Regions from separate parts of the Rattus norvegicus genome. Here region 1 is linked to region 2. The links are chromatin contacts, called in public Hi-C maps. All regions are on one chromosome and are shown on one strand. Each heading gives the region's core, a stretch centred on a gene start, on an enhancer-like site or on the middle of the called end of the contact. The rest is flanking DNA. Distances are from core to core; before and after follow the strand shown.

What was found. A called contact is a pair of places that touch in the nucleus more often than the background predicts.
Region 1: a contact with region 2 is called in a Hi-C map of liver, with 1.6 times the contacts expected there. The contact joins the enhancer-like site here to the promoter of Grk5 in region 2. A contact is called at or near these places in 3 of 12 Hi-C or Micro-C datasets (kidney and liver).

What each region holds. Positions count from the first base shown.
Region 1 is chr1:270,058,849-270,063,396 of GRCr8, forward strand. All of the region lies in intron 1 of Grk5 (G protein-coupled receptor kinase 5), which reads left to right. Among named protein-coding and RNA genes, the nearest start is that of Grk5, 47 kb to the left of the region's middle. Within about 2 kb of position 2,598, at least 37 of the 93 cell types and tissues checked have an H3K27ac peak or open chromatin away from gene starts, as enhancers often do. A contact at or near this core is called in liver, where this site is marked.
Region 2 is chr1:270,012,416-270,016,824 of GRCr8, forward strand. Grk5 (G protein-coupled receptor kinase 5) reads left to right here and starts at 1,921. Exons shown (of 16, transcript NM_030829.2): 1 at 1,921-2,157. The coding sequence starts at 2,106.

The sequences.
Region 1 (4,548 bases), core at 1,348-3,847, 47 kb after region 2:
TTCTGACCCTTCTGCTTCTGTCTCCCGAGTGCTAGTATTACAAACATGCGCTACCACACATAGCTTTCATAAATTTATTTTTGAGATTATAATAATAGTTACATATTCCCCTTCCCTTTCATCCTTCCAAATCCCTCCCTGGCTTTCTTTCAAATTTATGGCCTCTTTTTTTACTTATTGCATGCACTTATGCATACGCTCATATATTCCTAACATAGCCTGTTCAGTCTGTATTATGTATTATTTACTTGTATGTATGTTTTCAGGGTTGATCATTTGGCACTGAATAACCAGTTGCGGTACTGTTCTCTGGGAAAGACCACTTCTCTTGTGCCCAGCTTTCCTTGGTTGTCTAAAGTTCTTTATGTAGGGTTAAGGACCTACAGGCTTTCCTATGTCCAGTTTGGCATGTGCTTTGGTGTCATTCTTGTTCAGCTTATGTTTAGGAAGTCGTTGATGAGACTTTCTGGGTGTAGCTTCTGTTACTAGAAGACACAGTCTAACAGCAAGCCCCCTCATCCTCTGTCTCTCGGCAATCTCTCTACCACCCCTCTGCAATGTTCCCTGGGCCGCTGGTGTAGGAACGTTTGGTAGATGTATGCACTGGGATAGGACTTCACAACTCGGTGTTTTGATTGGTCGTGGTTTTCTGTAATGATCTCTGTTACTAATAGTTTCTTTGAAGAGAGGTGAAGACTACAGTTATCTGTGGCTATAAGGACAAACGTTTATAGATTGTCGATAGGGATTATGCTAGTTTAATAATGAGATGTTGTAAAATAACGACATTTCATTAGCATAGAGTAGGGAGCTAGGTTTCTAGTACCAGACATGGCTTTTCTCTTGTTGACCATGTCTTATCTGCTTCCTGTCACCCAGTACAGCATTTGAGGGTGGGCCATGTTCTTGTGCTGGCTCCTTTTGGATTCTGAGTGCTAATTTACTGTTCATTTGTTTTTTAAAATCTCTTTTCCAGTTGAAAGACATTTGGATTGTTTCCAACTTTTTGGTGTTTTGAATAAAACTGTTATAAACATTGCAAACATTTCAACTGGGTAAATACCTAGGAGTAGGATGCTTGGTCGGTTAGTAGGTGGATGTTTAACTTTGGAAGGAACTTTTCAAGCTGTTTCTTTTGGAGTGGTGCAGGCTGTATGCCCATCAACGATATGTGAAATATATCTTTTATTATCTTCCTGTTCTTAACACTGAGCAGAACCAACTTGTATTTGGTTATTTAGTTGCAAGTACACAGATGCATTCTGCCTACCATACCTGTTTCAGTTTGGGTTTCCTAAATGGAGACTCAGAGACAATAATTTGCATGTAAGAACTGTATTTGGGGGCACAATCCCAGGAAGTACAGTAGGGCACTGGAAAGTGACAGAAGAAAGGATGCTAATAAAGGGGGTATAATCAGAGTCGCTAACCTTTTGGGTAACTGTCACTTTATGAGAAGTTACCTCAAACTCTTCTCCCAACCTAGGGCCTATGCATTTGGGTCTGTGGAAACCAGTCCCCAGTGTTAGCTAAGGCTGCTGTGGGGGCGTCATTCATTCCCTGGCACACCTGTGTCAACTAGTCACGGTTGAAGGGTGTTTGCTAGTCTGACTCAGGTGTGGCAGGATAGGCCCTTTCCCCAGGTACCAGATGGCTCCCTTTACCTGCTGCTCTCTAGGTTTCCTCTTTTACTGTGGCTCTGTCTTACTGGTGGTACTTTCACATCATCTCTGCTTATTATGTGTCTCATCCCATGCTCCCGCTTGCTGCCCAGTTGACTGTTTCCCACGACTTTCCTCACGGCTGAAATCAATAGATCCTTGCTCTTGGCAGAGCCCTTAGTTGATGCCACCTGTAGCCATAATAAACCATTGGCTGGACTAGGGAGTATGTCATAGAGCTAAGGACAGTGATGTGTAAATAGAATCTTTAAAGATGATGAAAAATATTCTGTGCCTACCCCGATTGTTATAGAAGCAACCACCAGGTAGCTATAATCACAGGTATTTGGAATATGGCACCAAGGAACTGAATTCTTATAGACTTACGAGCTAGGGAAAGAAAGATTTATAGTTCTTCAAAAAAAATTTTTATTTTTTGAGGCAGTTTCACTCTTGAACACTAGATCTTCCACCGTAACAGGCAATGTGCTATCAGGCCTATGTCAGCTTTTCTAACTTAAAGGTTTAATTGCCCCTAGTCAAGGAGGATCCTAAATCTCTTGGATCAGGCTCTTTTCTTCCTAATTGTCCCCAAATTTTTAATCAACTGGGTGAATTACTGTGGGCCTTTTCCTTTAACTTCATGGGCATTGTGAAAGGGAAGACAGATGGTGGGAGGGAGGTAAATCGTGGAGAGAGGCTCATAGCGTTACTCTACAATTGACAGGCCTGCAGAGCCTCGGTAATGCTGTCACAATGAGTTGCTTTCATGCTGCCTCCTGTACTCGCCATGAGCACCTGTGTCTCGTTTCTGTGTCAATTCACAGCCTGATTTTCCTCAAGTCCAGCAAGACGACTGCCATTAGGTAGGGTAGAAGTGACAGGAACTCAACTCCAGCTGGCTTCAGTAAACAAACAACTCTAGGGAATTTGGCTGCTGCTTAGTTGTGGGTGGGGCTAGTGGAGTCATTGGTTGTCTCTAGTTTCCCTTCCCTCTCCTGAGAGCTCCTGGCTCTGCTTCTCTGAAATATTGGCCTCTTTCCCTCCCACCCAACTTTCCCCATCATGGAAAAGATGGCCAGCTGCTGTGTGTCCTTAACCGTTGACCTTGGATTGCATCCTCTGGGGTTGTGAGCCACAACTTCCTGTTCTTTAAACTCCCTGACTGTGGAGCTTTGTCAGGCAGCTGAGAGGTGACCAACATCACTGTTGGAGTGCTGGTTCTGCTGAGTTGCAAATGTGGGACCCCTGGTCCATCAGACAGTTGTATCTCTAGCAGATACAATTTTGAGGTCCTTTGAGTATTTCTTGCCCCTCAGTGAGATTCAGACCACCTAGAGAGAGGACAATTCTGATTGTTTTAGGGAAGTTTATTTGAGGATGTTGTGTGGCTCCAAACAGTCTAATTTCTTTTTGAGGGGCCCGGGGGTGTAGATTAAGGCATGGTCTCATGTAACTCAGGCTGGCCCTTGTATACTGCAAAGGATGACTTTGGGTTCCTGATCCTCTTGTCTTCATCTCCCAAGTACTGGGATTACACAAGGCCTGATTCACAAACTGCCTGTCCCCCTGCCCCCCCCCCCCAGCCCCCTTTGTTAAAAACAATGGTGGTTGTTTTTTTGAAGGAGTGCCCTTTCAATGCTCAGCTGCTCTCCAGTGAGCTTTTCCTTCCCTTTCATGACTTGCATGTTTTTCAGGGTGAGGAAGTTAAAGAGTAAATCAGGAGAGTTGGCCAGGGCAGTGCACTAGAGTTCTGGCCTTGCAGCTGGGGTAGGAGTCAGGGAAGGTGGAGTCTGAATAGAGCTCGCTTGATGGGGGAACAGCTATTCTCCCACAGGCTGTAGATGTGGGGGGATGATATGATGAAAGTGCTGTGGGCTGGGGAGATGCTATGAGGCATAGATGTAATGTATCAGGCTAGTGGCTGGAGTTATAGTTGTGGGACAGGCTGTGCCTTAGGCTTTTTCTCATGGTCAGGTGAGAGTGATTCCTGTGCTGAGTCCAGCAGCTTTACTTACAGGAGCTGGTTTAGATTTGGTTCTACAGCAAATAGACCGAGTGACTACTGTCTGCAATGTTTTTCATGAAATGACGGGGTCAGATTATATGACCTTTAATAGTGTTTGAAAGCAGTGACCTGCTCAGCCCCGCATACTTCTCAACCCACTACCCAGCCAGGTCCTAAACCTGAAGTATCATGGTGGTACTCACCTATAATATTAGTACCTGGGAGGTGTAGGCAGGAGGATTAGAAGTTCAAGGTCCAGCTATAGGGTGAGTTTGAGGCTGTTTTAGTTTGAGTTTTATTGCTGTGAAGGGATACCATGACTACAGCAAACCTTATAAACGAAAGCATCATGGTAGCAAGCTTGGAGGTATTCAGGCAGACTTGGTGCTGGAAGTAGCTGAGAGTTCTACATCCAGATCGGCGGGCAGCAAGCAGGAAGGGAGAAGCAGGAACACTAGGCCTAACTTGGGCTTCTGAAACCCTAAAGCCCCTCACTCCCAGTGATGTGTACTTCCTCCAGTAAGGCCACACCTCCCAATAGTGCAACTTCCTATGAGCATATGGTGGCTATTTCCATTCAAATCACCAGAGGCCTATGTGGCTACAAGAGTCCCTGTCCGCAAAACAAACCAACAAAACCAAAACCAAACAGAACTAAACAAACCTGAGGTGCTGCTTCATAGAATGTGGGCCCAGGAGGAATTGTGGCCTTGTGTCCCAAAGAAACTAGGGATAAATGACTGGCTCAGAAAATACATATGACAGTCTTGTTTCCTTTCAACACTCCTCACCTCTGCCCCCTACCCTAAATCTCTCCAGCTCCTGAGCTGCTTACTTCCCTCACCTTTTGATTCCTATATAATCTAGCCATTTTGGTCA
Region 2 (4,409 bases), core at 671-3,170:
CCCATTACAGATGGTTGTGAGCCACCATGTGGTTGCTGGGAATTGAACTCAGGTCCTCTGGAAGAGCAGCCAGTGCTCTTAACCTCTGAGCCATCTCTCCAACCCCATATATACTGCTCTTACAGAGGACCCAGACAGCAGGATCAGGCCAGCCTGGGTTCTATGAAACCCTGCACCAAAAAACAAAACAAAAGAAAAAAACCGAAACCAAAACCAAAAAACCAAACCGCCCCCCCAACCCCAAAAAACCAAAACCAAAAACTACAACAACAAAAAACAGTGAAAAAAAGTCAATAAACAAACATTGGACTAAGTTAGGTCTAGGCTCCTGCATTATGGTGCTGCCCACTCCTAGGAATCTCTTTGTTTTGAAAGAGCCCTTCATCACAAGTTAGGGTTCTGGGCACGACAGTTTGTAGTCTAAGTCTGTAGTTTAAGTCTAAGTTTGGGTTGCTTAGAACAGTAATTCCTGTGGTGTCATGTGCTCAAGTTGTTTGCTCAATTCTCTGTCTTCTGACAAGCAAACTTAACTTTGCTTGCAGACAAATGAGGTCCCCTGATCCAAATCCAGACCCTAGGCAAGTGGTGGTGGCAGATATATCCACTAGGAAAGAAGACTACCATTAACCAGCACTAGTCTGGTGACTACACTCTGAAAATGCCATTAGCGCCAATGCTTAATGACTGTTCTCCATTTCTCTCGGCCCCTCCCTACTTCCTGGCAGCTCTGGGGACAGCCGGCTTTTCCTTCTTTTGGACACAGAAGCTTCAGACCTAGTTTTAAAACGGATATCCGCCCGAAAGGCCCAGAGAAGGCAAAGGCCTCATTGTTCCCTGGGGCTTGGCAGCCCCGCCCCCAGCCCTTAGGACTCTCCTCGAAAGACCCCAGTTGACCGGAGAGCCAATTTCTCAGGATTAGAATTTTGGGGGAATAGGAGCTGGGACTAGATCTGGAGTCCGAGGTTCTGAAAGTGTAAGGAGCCAAGTGCTTCCAAGATAAACAAGCCTGCAATTTGAATGCCTTTTCACGCTGGCCTGGCTTGTTACTCATTAACATTCCCACAGCAGATTCGGTTTCTTATGTGTTTTTAGTAACTTGACTACAATATGTTTGGTTATAATGAAAATCGTAGGGTTTTGGGCCCCCGGCTTGCGAAGCGAAGCTGCTCTGAGCGTGGGGATCCCGGGAGTCCTAGGTGCCCGCATTCTGGTTCGCGTAGACGCGCCGTCGCCAGGCGGCGCTCACGCTACGTGCCTAGAGACCATCCACCGCCAGGTCGCCCCGGGCTGGCGAACCCCTTGCTGCCCGGAAACAAAGTGCACCTTTGTCAGCGACCTGGCGCGTGTGAGCAGCAGACGGCGGGCAGCGCGGAACCCCAGGGGCGCGCCTTCGCTCGGGTCTCAGCCTCTACACCTGGGCTTCCCACAGCAGCGTCCTGCCTTGGCTTGTGCTTTCCGCTTTCTCGGATCTTGGCGGGACAGGAAAGGGACTCTACGCTCCGGGAGTCGGGGTTCCGCCTTGGCTGAGGCGTTCGAGGCGTTCTTGACTGAGACTGCCTGCCGGCGAGACTGAGCCGCCTGGGCTCAGCGCCATACCGGCAGCAGTCCTGCACCACAGTCCCGGTGCACTACAGCCCCCGCCCCGTCAGACGCCGGACTACAATTCCCTTCATTCCCGGTGTCCAGAGCGCGCGGTGGGTGGTGCTTTCGGGCAGGCGCTTGCGCGGTGCCAGGGCTCGAGCCTAGAGTACCACACCCCCGGGAGGGGAACGAGGGGAGGCTGAAGCATCCGAAGCATTAAAGCATCCGAGGGAGCCGGAGGGGAGGAGAATGGAGTGACAGAGACGCGCGGAGGGTGGGGGGTGGGGGGGAAAGTGTTGAGGGAGGGGGGAGGGGGGACACAGAGGGAGGAAGAAGCGGCGGCGGCGGCTCTTCGGTGCAGAGGGGGAAACTCCGCGGGCTCGTAGAAAGAATAATGCGGTAGCGAGGCAGGCTGCTTGCTCTGGGGTTTGGCAGCAGCGGCGGCAGCTCGAGCAGCGGCAGCGGCATCACCCCAGACGCTGACAGCCCCGCCGGCCGGCTCCCTCACTGACTGCCGACTGTCAATGGAGCTGGAAAACATCGTGGCCAACACGGTCTTGCTGAAAGCCCGGGAAGGTAAGCTCGGGTGGTCCGGTGCTTGCACAGAGCATTCGCCGCGGGCCGGGGTGCGGGTGTCGGGTGACAAGCGGGCGTGCAGGATGCTCGCAGTGAGTTGGTGCGAGGGGTACAGCTTGGAGGTCTGTCGGCAAATATTGAGGGGCTCTTGCTTTTGGGCTCAGAAGATTAGGATTGGGGCAAAGACAGTTGCAGGGACGAGTTAAGATGCTAAAATATCCTCTAGTTTCCAGCTGAACCTTAGAAATCGTGCGGTCTCTGCAGCTGTTGAAAGGGCAGTTGGAAAAGCATTCTTTTAGGAGAGGATAAAAAACGAGCCAATAAAACAGCCTTTAGAGTTGGCCCGGGATGGTTTTAAGAGTGTGAAAACTCACTCTCTCTCTCTCTCTCTCTCTCTCTCTCTCTCTCTCTCTCTCTCTCTCTCTCTCTGTGTGTGTGTGTGTGTGTGTGTGTGTGTGTGTGTTGTGGGATTGGAATTAGCAAAAACCAGTCTTTGCTTGAGTTGATAAAGACTATTGGTGGAAATCATCATCCTCTGGGAAAATTTCTTAGGGAAATCCCGTCGTTGTGTGGAAGGAAGCCTTTTAAAGGCAAAGTAAGATGTTGGGGAATTAGCCAGTGTGTAGAATAATGAAAGGGTGGCTTTACAAGTCACTGAGAAAATAATTAAAAATTTAGGATGGATTGTTGTTATTAACCGTCCCAACTCCCACCCTGAGTTAGATAAGGCTTAGTTATAGGCAAGTGTGCTGCTGTTTAGATATGTTTTGTACGCATCTCAATTTCCTGCGTTTAGCTGTTAGGAAATGGATGGGTAAGATCCTTATTAATACCTTGTACCATGTATTTTGACTTTTGATTCTTGAGTTGAAAAGGTGTGTGTGTGGGGGGTGTGTGTCAGAAACTTCGATGTCCTAAACGGTTTGTGTTGCAGGAATGGAAACATACATATTCAGGAAAATTTGGAATTTATGTAATATCTTATTTGCCAACATTTGGATTCTGGTGTGCAGCCATTCTATAAGAAGGGGGAGGGTTTTTGTTGTTGTTGTTTTGTTGTTATTATTTTCCTTTCCTGGGAGAAGGCTGTATTTAATATTCAGGGTGGACTGAGTAAGGTTTTTCCCCTTTAGAAGGATTCTCTGCAAGTAGCCCAGGAAAATGCCATCCCTACTTCATAATATTTTCATTGAGCCACTTTGATGAATGAAGGAAGACTTTATGGCCAGCAGTAAACAACTGGTGTTTATCCAGTCCTTCCATCACCTCGTGGCTCAGTACATGATGTATAGAGCAACCCACCTTGTCTAGGTTTCAGCAACTCATCTTGGCACTTTCAAATCATTTGTCATCCTAAAACAGGCTTGTTTTGGAAGTTCCCAAAGGAGGCAATTCTCTGAGAACTGAGTAGCGTTTCAGATATTCAGTTCTCCCTCCTCTACTGCCCTTCCACTTAACTCTTTTAGAGGTGGGACTGAAGTTTTTGCCCCCTCACCTCCACTATCCTGACATTTTTGGTGAAGTAGAGCTAGGGAAGCAGTGTCTGGAGGTGAAGAAAGCCCCTTCCTGGGAGATTTGCAGCCTGCCACCTAGTGGTGGGACACAATGGTATAGGTCTCCAGGTTGGACAAATATCCGGGTCTATTCTAAAATTATTTCTTGGGGAATCTCTGGGTATGATTCTATGGGAATCTTTAGTCCTGGAGGCCTTTGCATGTTCCACTGAGTTCTCCTATTGCCCAGCTCCCTAGGATTCTCTACGCTATTATTTATTTATTCTTCCCTCAGCACTGACTTCTTTGCATATGTTTCACTTTGAGTTGTAAAGTTTTTCCCATCTCCAGTTATTGTTCCCACTGTTTTTACTGAAATGAATGTACTGGTTTGTATTTTTGTTTGTCGGGTTAGTATATAGGTTTTTCTGGAGTCTTAGAGAGGAGAGCTGTGGACGAGAAGTATAAGTGGAATGATGGACTCCCATTGGGGCCAAATTACTGTGATTAGACGTGCTCAAGAATGTGCCCTTTGTTTTTTTTTTTCTTTTAAAGTCTTTTCGTTTTCCTATGAGAGTTCAATAGACATCTCCTGGTGAGAAACAGCTTTTAAGAATGCCTTCCAGATGAGAGGGCTTTGCCTGCAAGGAAACAGAGAGATTGACATGTGAGCGATAAATTAATCATGTACATGGAAGCTTCATTTTAAAACTTGTATTTAACTTTTCTCCTTTTATGTCCAAAGAGAGTCTACAATTT